Regions from separate parts of the Sus scrofa genome. Here region 2 is linked to region 1. Evidence: chromatin contacts called from public Hi-C data. All regions are on one chromosome and are shown on one strand. Each heading gives the region's core, a stretch centred on a gene start, on an enhancer-like site or on the middle of the called end of the contact. The rest is flanking DNA. Distances are from core to core; before and after follow the strand shown.

Region 1 (5,313 bases), core at 428-2,927:
GAGCCACATCTGCGACCTACACCACAGCTCACGGCAATGCCGGATCCTTAACCCACTGAGCAAGGCCAGGAACCGAACCCACAACCTCATGGTTCCTAGTTGGATTCGTTAACCACTGTGCCACGATGGGAACTCCTTCAGTACTTTTTTAATTTCTGAAATTTTTTATTAAAACATATATAACAGAGTATTAACTCTATTTTTATCGGCTACTCTGTTGAGATAAATTTGAGAGGCAGCAGAAACTTCCAGACTGGTCCATCGTGGTGGGAAATTCATGCGTCTTGGGACTGCCATGCTGAGATGAAAGCCAAACCTCAGAGGATCCTAACTTGCTACAAACAGAGAGGATTGAGTGTGAAAAATCCCTTCCCCAGGCCCCCCGACTCAGGAGTACGCCTGACAGGGCGATGGCCAGCTGGGAAGGAAGTGACCTGGCTCAGAAACATGCAACCAGGATGTTGTTGCTAATGGTTAATGGTTACTGAGTATTGACAGGTTTCAAGGAGAACCCCATGGCAGGACAGATTAGCCCCAGTCCTTTGCCCAAGCACACAGCCAGCCAGAAGGTGGATGGCAATCCTGTTTACAAATACCTATGGATGACTGAACGAAATAATGAAATAAAAGGATTTCGCAGAGAGTCATCTGTGGCAAGTAGGAGACATTTTCAGACTGGCAAGTTTCATCTTATGTAAGAGTTAAAGTAAATGAAGATGATTTATAATGGGTCTGCACACTGTTTCAGAGGAACGTTCATGGACTGATGGTGGGATTGTAAATTTAACCTCTGAGTCCTAATAATGTTCTATTTTCCAGATGAGCTCAAGGCTTGTCATATTCTGGACCTGGAGTGCATAAATGGTATTATCTTTGTATATACAAATAAAAATCAATTCATTTTCCAAATGTTTAACTCATTCAGGAAGACACACACACACACACACACACACACCACACACAAATAGGTTCCAGCTAAATCAACAATGTTAGCAAACCTCTTTTCGCTTATCAAATCAGGATATATTAAGTTCAATAAAGGCGCCTGACTTATAAATCTACAAATAACCAGTTATTTTCCTAAGCAGCATTTTGATTTATCATCTGAAGGCAACATTTCCTGTTCTTTTACAATGGCTTTTTGTAACTTTCCCCTTAAAGAGAAAGAAGCAGTATATCTGTAAATAAAAATATCTCAATAAACTATATTCTCTCAACTATAAAAGGACTATATTTTCTTCCTGGGAATATGATCATAGAATAGAAATGCTGACCGGAAACCCTTTCTCCAGGATATTTTTTGAAGAAGTCCCAGAGGCTGTGTTTTCTGACAGACCTGACATCCTGAAAGGAGATCTGTATAAAACACTAGAGATAAACCCATTGTCATTTACTGCAAGCCATTCAGCAGCCTCTCCTCCTGGAATATTTCAAGCCATTTGTGGAATCCTCCTCTGGAACCCACCAGTCTACTTCACCATACTGGGAGGAGGAAAACTGGAAGGAGGGTTTCTCATGCCCTACAAACACAGCCATATCTCAAAGCCAAGTTCAGGCTCCCCCAACCCATGTTCCCTGGCAACTCTGCTAATCTGACCTGGCTATGAAGGTTAGGAGGCTGGGGTTGCCTATCAGGCTGTTTACTTAACACGTGTCACATCTAAAATAAGGATTGCTTTAGCTGAAAAAGCAAGTCATTTATAAGTGTGCATTTATAAGGGCAAAAGTCAAGGCAACTGTGCAAACCACTTGTCAACTTATTTAGAGGAAATTGTGTAATCAACTTAACATACCAGTTAGCCTTTACCTGCCAGGTCAAGCTCAGAGTTCCTGTATGTCACCACACGGGCCTATTAATCACTCTGCAGGAAATTCCACATTTTTCTTTAGATTAAACTATAGAGAGCTGGAGTGCGAACAAAATCTAGAGAGGATTTCCTATTCGTTTCTTTGTTTCCTAAGACTTGGTTGACATTTCATGATGGAAAAAAAATTTTTTTTTTTAAATTGCTTGCGACAGAATTCAAAATAGGTTCAAAACTTTACATTCCAATATGCATTGCTAAAGGGAGTTTTATCACACAAAGGTAAATCTAGGTATTTGATGGCTGGGTACCAACTTACTGCTTGTAGATTTCAAGTGGAGATAGAAAGCATTGACGCTGTTGAACAAGTAACAGATCTTTCATTCCAGAGGGAAAAAAAGAATATCAGCTACTAAATTTAAAACTATTTCCCCTTCTCTTCATGCTAAAAAAAAAAAAAAATCCAGATAGGTGGTTTTTGAAGACATCCTAATTTGAGGCATGATTCTCTTAAAAAAAAATCACCTTGAAATACCTTACAAAATTTTTACCTGAAAATGTCTTTATTTTGCCTTCATTTTTGACACTTTTATTGAGGCATTACTCATATACCATGCAATTTACCCACTGAAATTATAAAATTCAACAGTTTCTAGTATATTCACCAAGTTGTACAAGCATCATCACAATTAGTTTTAGACAATTTTCATCACTCCAACAAGAAACCCCATACCCATTAGCCGTCACTCTCCATTTCCCTTCAACCCCTCCAGCCCTAGGCAACCACTAATCCACTTTCTGTCTCTACAGATTTGCCTGTCTGGACATTTCATACACATGGATTCATATAATACAGTCTTTTGTGCCTGGCTTCTTTCACATAGCATGTTTCTAAGGTTCATCCAGGTTGTATTGGTACTTTATTCCTTTTTATGGCCAAAGAATATACTGGATTTTACTTATCCATTCATCACAATGGACAGTGGGTTGTTTTTACTTTTTTGTCTCCCATGCATAATGCTGCTCTGAACATTCACGTGCAGGTTTTAATGTGAACGTACATTGTCGATCCTCTTGGACATGTATGCCCAGGACTGGCAACGCCCAACTGCCTGACAAAGTGGCCCACACCATTTTGCTTTGTCATAAGCAGTGTATGAGGGTTGTGATGTTTCCATGTCCTTGTCGACACTTGTTATTGTCCATCTTTTTATTTTAGCCATCCTGCTGGGTGTGAAGTGGTATCTCAATGTGGTTCCAATATTTGAAAGAAAATGTTTACAGGGGATTTCTGTGTTGCTTTCTCCTAGCTAGAACTATGAACACCAACCACTGCACCAACCACGTGCCCTCCTGTGCAGCAGGCAAGAGGGAAGGGAGTGACGGAAACACAAAGCACCCGAGGAGCCAGCTCAGAAACTTGGGATGATCAGGGTCTTATCTTGAATCTACAACGTTCTGAATTCTAGACATTAAAAAATATAAAATGACTAAACCACTTGTAAAGGCCATTCAAAGCCCAAACTTCTTTCATTGCTGTTTGGCATTTTCTTTGCCTGATTTACTTAGGGACAACAAATTTGATCTTAGTTGCAATGTATAATTTTTTAAAAAATGATTAATTTTGCTTCTGAGGAGCCACTTATAGCTATTGTTCTATTTGAGTAGCTTCCACGCTTATGTTTCCCCTTTCTGGGGGCTTGGACCCAGCAACCCAAAAGAGAATCCTTCTTTGTGGACATTCCCACAGTTAACGCCACTCACATCTGGATGGCAGTTCAATAGTCCACTGTTATTCAAACAATTTGTAATCACACATACTGTGTGTCAGCTAACAAGCCGGGGTGTATGGCTTTTCAGTATTCCGTGGCATGCAGCACGCACAATTTACAAATAAAATAAAAATCTACAGCAAAGACAACGGCACATTCTTCATTGAATAGCTGAGCAAAAAGAGCGTCTCTGTTGAAAGACAAGACATTACTTGTTATTTTGACAGTCAATGAAAAGAGGTACAGAAAACCATATTTCATCTGTTAAGTCTCTTAACATGGGAAAGGCCCATATCTGCAGCACTGAAGAATCTGGGGCCATATGTTCCTTTAAGCTGGGCTTGAAGCAGAAATGGTCAAACTACCACCAACAGTTCAAAACGCAGCTGACAAAATTCTACAGGCTTAACCCTCTAAATCATGGTAGACTGGGGAGAATGAGAAGGATGGACATCACGCCATGGTCAAGTGTTTTTCTCATTACTTTCAGCTGGGAGGATGCTGCGGGGCGGCAGGGGGGTGGGGCGGGGGAGGAGGAATCGACTTCAGCTTCCCAAGTGGCTAAGTAACAATTTTGGAAACAAGGGGTTTGATAAGGCCAGAGGAAGTGCAGTCTAGCTTGTCCTGAGAAAAGAGGGCTGGGACAGGCTCTCCACACGCACAGCCATCGAGACCCCAGACAAGCCATTGAGATGACAAGGTGGCAGAAACAGCATGCCAACGACTGATCATTGTGGGGTAGGGAGGTGTTGGGAAATGCAGCCAGAGGCGCAGCTGTGCGACATTCCACCTGCTCTGCCTGACTGGCAGTTTGGTGGCCCCTGACCCTGAGAGGCTTCGTGCATCACTGGGAATCCAGAGCCCGTTCAGAGCAGTTCAGGCCTTGGAACATGTTGAGGCCTCGCTCTGGGATCATCAGCTAGGTCACTGCTTAAGTCCATAAGCCTCAGGGGCCAGATGACAAAGCATTTCTTATCCTCGAGGGCTTTCCCCCCAAGGCTTTCCCCACTGGCTTTTTGCCCACAATGCCATAACTTGCTCTTGCGGCTCTGCTGAAAGCTGCTAGAGGACAGCCCCAAGTCCAAGGTAAACACAGTTCTGTCATCTTGTAAACTCAACAACCTGGTAAGAAAATAACCATTAAGATCCAGGTGGTTCATGAGAGGAAGAAACTGTCACTGTTTAACTAGCTTGTACTGGGGACAAAAGATGAGCTGCACATTGAATTTTGTGTGTCTTGATTCTTCTCTACCCACAAAATATTAAGTCCTTTAATACCTCAGGTACCTAGTCATTTCCCCCCAATATATCAGGCCTTCTTGGAGGACCTACTGTGTGCTGGGAAGCGTGGTGAATCCTGTAGATATAAAGAAGGAAACAACGCCTGCCCTCAAGGATCTCACAGCTTCCTCTTCAGTCTTGGCCTCGGCCTAGGAGGAGCCAAGTCTGCACAAATAATTTATCCTGTGAACTGATAAAGGGGCAGTGAGGAGCCCCATAGGGAAGAATGGTGATTCTGCCTGAGAGTTTGGGAGAGCTCCAAAGAGAAGGTAAGATTTAAGCTGGGCCTTGCAAGGTGAGTCAGCTCTCCCTGGATGAAGGAGGTGCAGACAGAGGGAACATCCTGGCCATTTTGCCAGGGACCACTCTGCTTTGCATGTGGCCTGACGGAAGCCTCCCCCATAAGACAATGAATCAGCCTGGCTAGGATCCAGGTGAGGAAGCTAAACTCGCTT
Region 2 (4,782 bases), core at 241-2,740, 370 kb before region 1:
TGGAAAGGAAATCGCCAATTTTGATTTAGAATCAATGTTAAGTACATAATGGTTATTACATCCTGGGGATTTCAAGAAAGAAGCAGTGAACAAAATCTGATACCACCTTTCTAATTTAGTTACAACGAGCAGCTGCATAAAAATGACTTTGGTATTTCTTAACAACTCTTGTGCCTAACTTTCAAATCGAGACGGTATTTGAAAACCATGCCTGTTCCGGAAGTCTATAAGAGCTCGAGAAAGGTCCCTTCAGAGAGCAGGTAAATTTCTCTCTAGCAACAGAGAAACTGAGAAGAGGGACAAACGTTTTCCTGAAACCCTACGGATGCAGGATGCAATCGGCCAAACCCCGGACTCAGCAGGAAGTCGGCCAAGGCAGACTCAACGGAAGAAGCCCCATGGTTCTGCACGATTGTGCCCTGTTAGTGTCCCAAACATGGGCATTCTTTAACGGGCATCTGTAGCCTCCATAAAGGATACACGTAAAAGGACCTAAGACAGGGTGAGAAGGAAACACCACCACTGTCCCTTCTGATGGAAGCGGATGAACGTTTAAGGCAATGAGGGAAGGACCCAGGCAAAGTTCACTTCAAAACAAAACAAAACAAAAGAAACCCTTCAAGTGTGTGCAAAAGTATGTCATCTGGAGGGCAGGTCAGGATTTCATCACATTCCAAAATATTGCAGAAGGAAAGAATGCCATTACATAGCTCAGCAAGGCCCCCCAGCATCCCCGGAGCACAAAGGGGCGGTTTCCCTAAAAATCTAAGGTTGCAGGCTCTGTTGCGTCCAGAAAATGCAGAGGCAGCAGCCTGTTGTGACAATACAAAGATCATAATATCTGTATCATCGGAGTTGGGAAATTACCCTTTCAAAGGAACTCCCTTCCCCTAAACCATCAAGAATGGAGGTTTAACCCGGCCCCCGGAGCAGCGGGGCTGCAGTGAAGTAACCCAAGTAATATGAGTAAACAAAAGGTCTGGAACCTTTCAGGAATCTGGAAGTGAGAGGCTGTGCTGGGTGGGAAACTGGAGGCAACACACTTTATGCAGTTACAGCGCCTGCCTGCACGCCCTTCCCCACAATTCCTGACAGTTTACAATCATACCTCAACTAGGAAGTTGCACAGAACCAGAAAAGACATACACAGCTGTCATTCCTTCCTGCCCAGCTAGAGAACCATCTCTCCTCCCGCGTTTCTAGTCACAACATAGGATTTTAACACATGATTTTGAAAACGCAAGGACTCACAGACGGTAGTACAGTTCATGCCTTCCTCCCCCAAATATCAATATGACCATTGAACAGCTGATTGACCATTGCAAAGGTTTCTGTTTGGCCATTCAACAACCAAAAAACGATTAAAAAAAAAAAGTAATAATAAAGACAATGAAGGAATCGTCTCCAAATTCTAAGAGCACACCCTTAGAACTTATGGCAAAGGAGCTGATGCAAGAGTTGATTGATCAGAGCACAGGTGAACAGTGTAAAGTACTCTGAGCCCCAAATTGGTATTTGCAAAAAGGCTGTCTCCCTAATCATTAACAGCACAGTAGGCTGTCATCCGTCTCTCAGGTTTCCAAAGCACATTTTATATTATGTTTCGAAAACACAAACGCCACAAGCAAGACTGGAGCCCTAAAAGGCCGGCAACATCTACATTTGGAGATTGAAAATAAATACAACTAAAGACAGAGCAACAGAAAGTTAGTATTAAATATGAAACCAAAATACACAGTTTACACAAGCCCTGCTACTGGAAAAGCCTGATTGCTCAAAAATGTTTCAAGCTTCCAAAGTATGTGTCTCTATCTAGAAGGGAATGTCATTTCTCCTTCTCTTTCTTCCAGTGGAGCCCACCTTCGTGGGTGAAGGGGAAGAAAATGATTTGTTAGGAAAAAAATCCCAAATCCCACCACCCTTTGCCAGAGTCCAGCTCTCTGGCACTTGGGGAGCCGGGTCTGCATTGCCATAGAACCATAAGGATTGTGATAAAAGTCCAGCTTTCTGTCCTCTCCATCTTCTTTTTTTTTTTTTAACCCTTTCTTCCCCCCTTCCCCCAAAACCTGCTATAAAAAGCACACCGCGAAAGGGCACAGCTTGAGGTGACCATTTACGCTTGTTTTGTTTTTCCTTCCCACTAGATGAATCAAATAAAAAAAAAAAAAAAAAAAAGCACAAAGGTTTAATGGCCAAGACCATAAGCAAGGACGTGAACGTGGGCACGCGAGCGCACGCGCGCGCACACACACACACACACACTCGCGCGCGCACACACACACACACCCCACTACTCACCCAGCAATTCAAATTGAGGTGCCAACCGCCCAACTGCTGGAAGAGAGTGAGCCCGGAGGCCACCGTGCCTCCCTTCCCACTCAAATCTTCCATTCCCACTAAGATGGTATCCCTAGGGTACATAATAGCTTTGGTTTTCTTTCTCTCCACCTCAAAAAAAAAAAAAAAAAAACTTTCTCTGTACCTTCAAGATGGGACTGGGCCAGCTTTTTCTCTCCTCCCTTATTGCTTTTCTCACTTTTCTTCTTCCTCCCAGCTTCCCCTCCCTTTATTCCTCTCACTCACAGAGCAGGAAAAAAGCATCTTAAAAGGTGGACATGGCTCCCAGGTCTGCCCGGGCAGACTCAGAATGCTCCAGGTTCTCACTCACAACGCCTGCTGTTAATCTTGTGAAGTCTTCCCTTTCCACACACATCCCTCCGAAAGCAAAAGCAAAAAACGAAATGAAGAGGAGAAAACAAAAGCAAAAAGAGGCCAAGTAATCTAGTTCAACTGGTCGTGGATTAAATTTTTAAAAAATTAATTAAAAGAAACTCCTTCTACTTTCTGCTCTGCACCCCTAGGAAGTGTGTGAAGGAAGGGGACGGCCCTTCTTCCCCAGCCAGTGCAGGGCACCTAAGCAGTCCCCCCCTCAGCCGTTACCTTGGGCAGCAGGGGCAGAGCTGCTAAGAGAAGCTAAGAAATTACGGTCGGCCATGGGGGAAAATGATCAACGGAATGCAGCAGGCAGGCACTTTATCTGCAAGATTGTCAAATCCCTCAAAACAAATTTCTTAGGGAGAGGGCTGCGAAGGGAGAGGGGGAGGGAGGAGGAAAGTGTATTTTCTTGTCACAGTGACACGGGAGTGACACTTGGTAGGGCCTTGCCTGCCACACGTACACGCGCCTCTTTTCCTTCCAGAGGAAGAGACCCTGCCTGAAAGGTTTCCCACTGACCTCTCTGGAAGCAGGAGAACGGCGGCTTCCTGCATTCCCTGGCATTCCAGCAGTCTGAGTGCCAAGTCGCTTTTTGGTTGCTTGGGAGTTTGGTGAGCTTTTCCCCTCAAAAGGGGGCCCGGGGGGGGGGAGGGGGGGGAAAGGGAGAGAAAAGGAGGAAGAAAAGAAAAAAAGGCAACCCCTGAATCCCACCATCCCAACTTACTTTTCCCGGGGCTCTCAGAGGATCAGGGCCCGTGCGTGTGTGAGGGGTGAACTTAACTGGAGTTAAGAGCCTCAGACATCACAGGCCTGAATCAGTCCTCTTTTCCGTGGCGGGGAGGGTGGGAGGGTGCCTGCTCCAGGAGCGGGTTAGAGACACAGCCAAGTTCCAGAGGACCAAACTCACCCGGGACTTGTCCGGTCCCTTCCCACCCCAAGTGTTAAAGCATTTCACCTGCTTCGAAAGCAAATGCCCAACTCTGATTTGCATGCAGGTAAAAGCACACCCCTGCTGCCACAGGGGATCCTGGCCCTGTCTTGCTTGAAGCAACACCAGTGGCAAAGATACGGTTTCTTCTGGCGCAGGACACCTAACATACAGGCGATGTTTTAAATTTACCGACCCGCCTGCCTAGCTGTTTATCTCCAAACCCACAGGGCTGTTTTCATGAGGTTGGTCTTTAAACAATCTGTTAATACACCAGACAAGTTAATAACCCTTGCTCCCTCCCTGCCGCTCCCCGCCCCGCCACACCAACAAACCCCCACGAGGGCTGGAAGGGCTTGCAGATGACAACAAAAAAGTGAGGAGTCTTAATTTTCTTCTTCTTTTGGAAAATACTGCTCCGTGGCCCCTCTTTCTAGACTTATCCGGTCTTCCTGTGTAAGTGTCAGGCAGCAAGCTTTAAGGCCCTTAATACCAAAACAAAACCCTGCCATTTCCCTTTACATGATGGTAACAAAAGCAATGAGGCTCCAGTTTGACAAGTAAAAAGCCCCAACCACACAGCCCCCTAATTGCCTTCCCTCCCTCTATTCACAGGGACCACCACACTCGGGCAGCCGCCTTTGTCGCACATGCAATTTCTTAAGTAAACTGCAAGTTCCCTCCCCGCTGATGGACAGCTCCCAATCATTCAGCAACAATAACTTATAAAGTGCAGCTAACAGGATGGGCAACTTTGACGGGGAATTCATTTTCTGGCTTTCTCAAAAGACAAGGAAAATGGAAACAGCAAGATGAGCCAACACATTCCAGACGGACCTCCTCCGCCGCCTCCTTAAAAAGGACAGGGAAATCTCGCGAATCTCTTCCAACTAACTCCTCCTAAGAAACTGCTCCCGGATATCTGCTGTCCCCTTGCACTGCCTTGTCCCCAGGGTGCCTCAATGTGCCAGAAGGACACCCACGCTTAGAACATTTCCACAGAGAAAAACACAACAGGGTGGTCGAAGGCTGCAAAGTTCTGTGGGATTAAAAAAAAAAAAACCAAAAACTTTTCCAAACCAAAACCAAAACACAAAAAACACCCCCTCCCCCAACCAGGAGACCCTCCTTTCCTTCTA

Evidence for each region. A called contact is a pair of places that touch in the nucleus more often than the background predicts.
Region 2: a contact with region 1 is called in a Hi-C map of liver, with 1.5 times the contacts expected there. The contact joins two enhancer-like sites. A contact is called at or near these places in 3 of 47 Hi-C or Micro-C datasets (liver, retroperitoneal adipose tissue and skeletal muscle).

Annotation. Positions count from the first base shown.
Region 1 is chr14:123,134,930-123,140,242 of Sscrofa11.1, reverse strand. The region is part of intron 9 of VTI1A (vesicle transport through interaction with t-SNAREs homolog 1A); the gene reads right to left. Among named protein-coding and RNA genes, the nearest start is that of TCF7L2, 210 kb to the left of the region's middle. Within about 2 kb of position 1,677, at least 7 of the 83 cell types and tissues checked have an H3K27ac peak or open chromatin away from gene starts, as enhancers often do. A contact at or near this core is called in liver, where this site is marked.
Region 2 is chr14:123,508,624-123,513,405 of Sscrofa11.1, reverse strand. All of the region lies in intron 6 of TCF7L2 (transcription factor 7-like 2), which reads right to left. Among named protein-coding and RNA genes, the nearest start is that of TCF7L2, 170 kb to the right of the region's middle. Within about 2 kb of position 1,490, at least 10 of the 83 cell types and tissues checked have an H3K27ac peak or open chromatin away from gene starts, as enhancers often do. A contact at or near this core is called in liver, where this site is marked.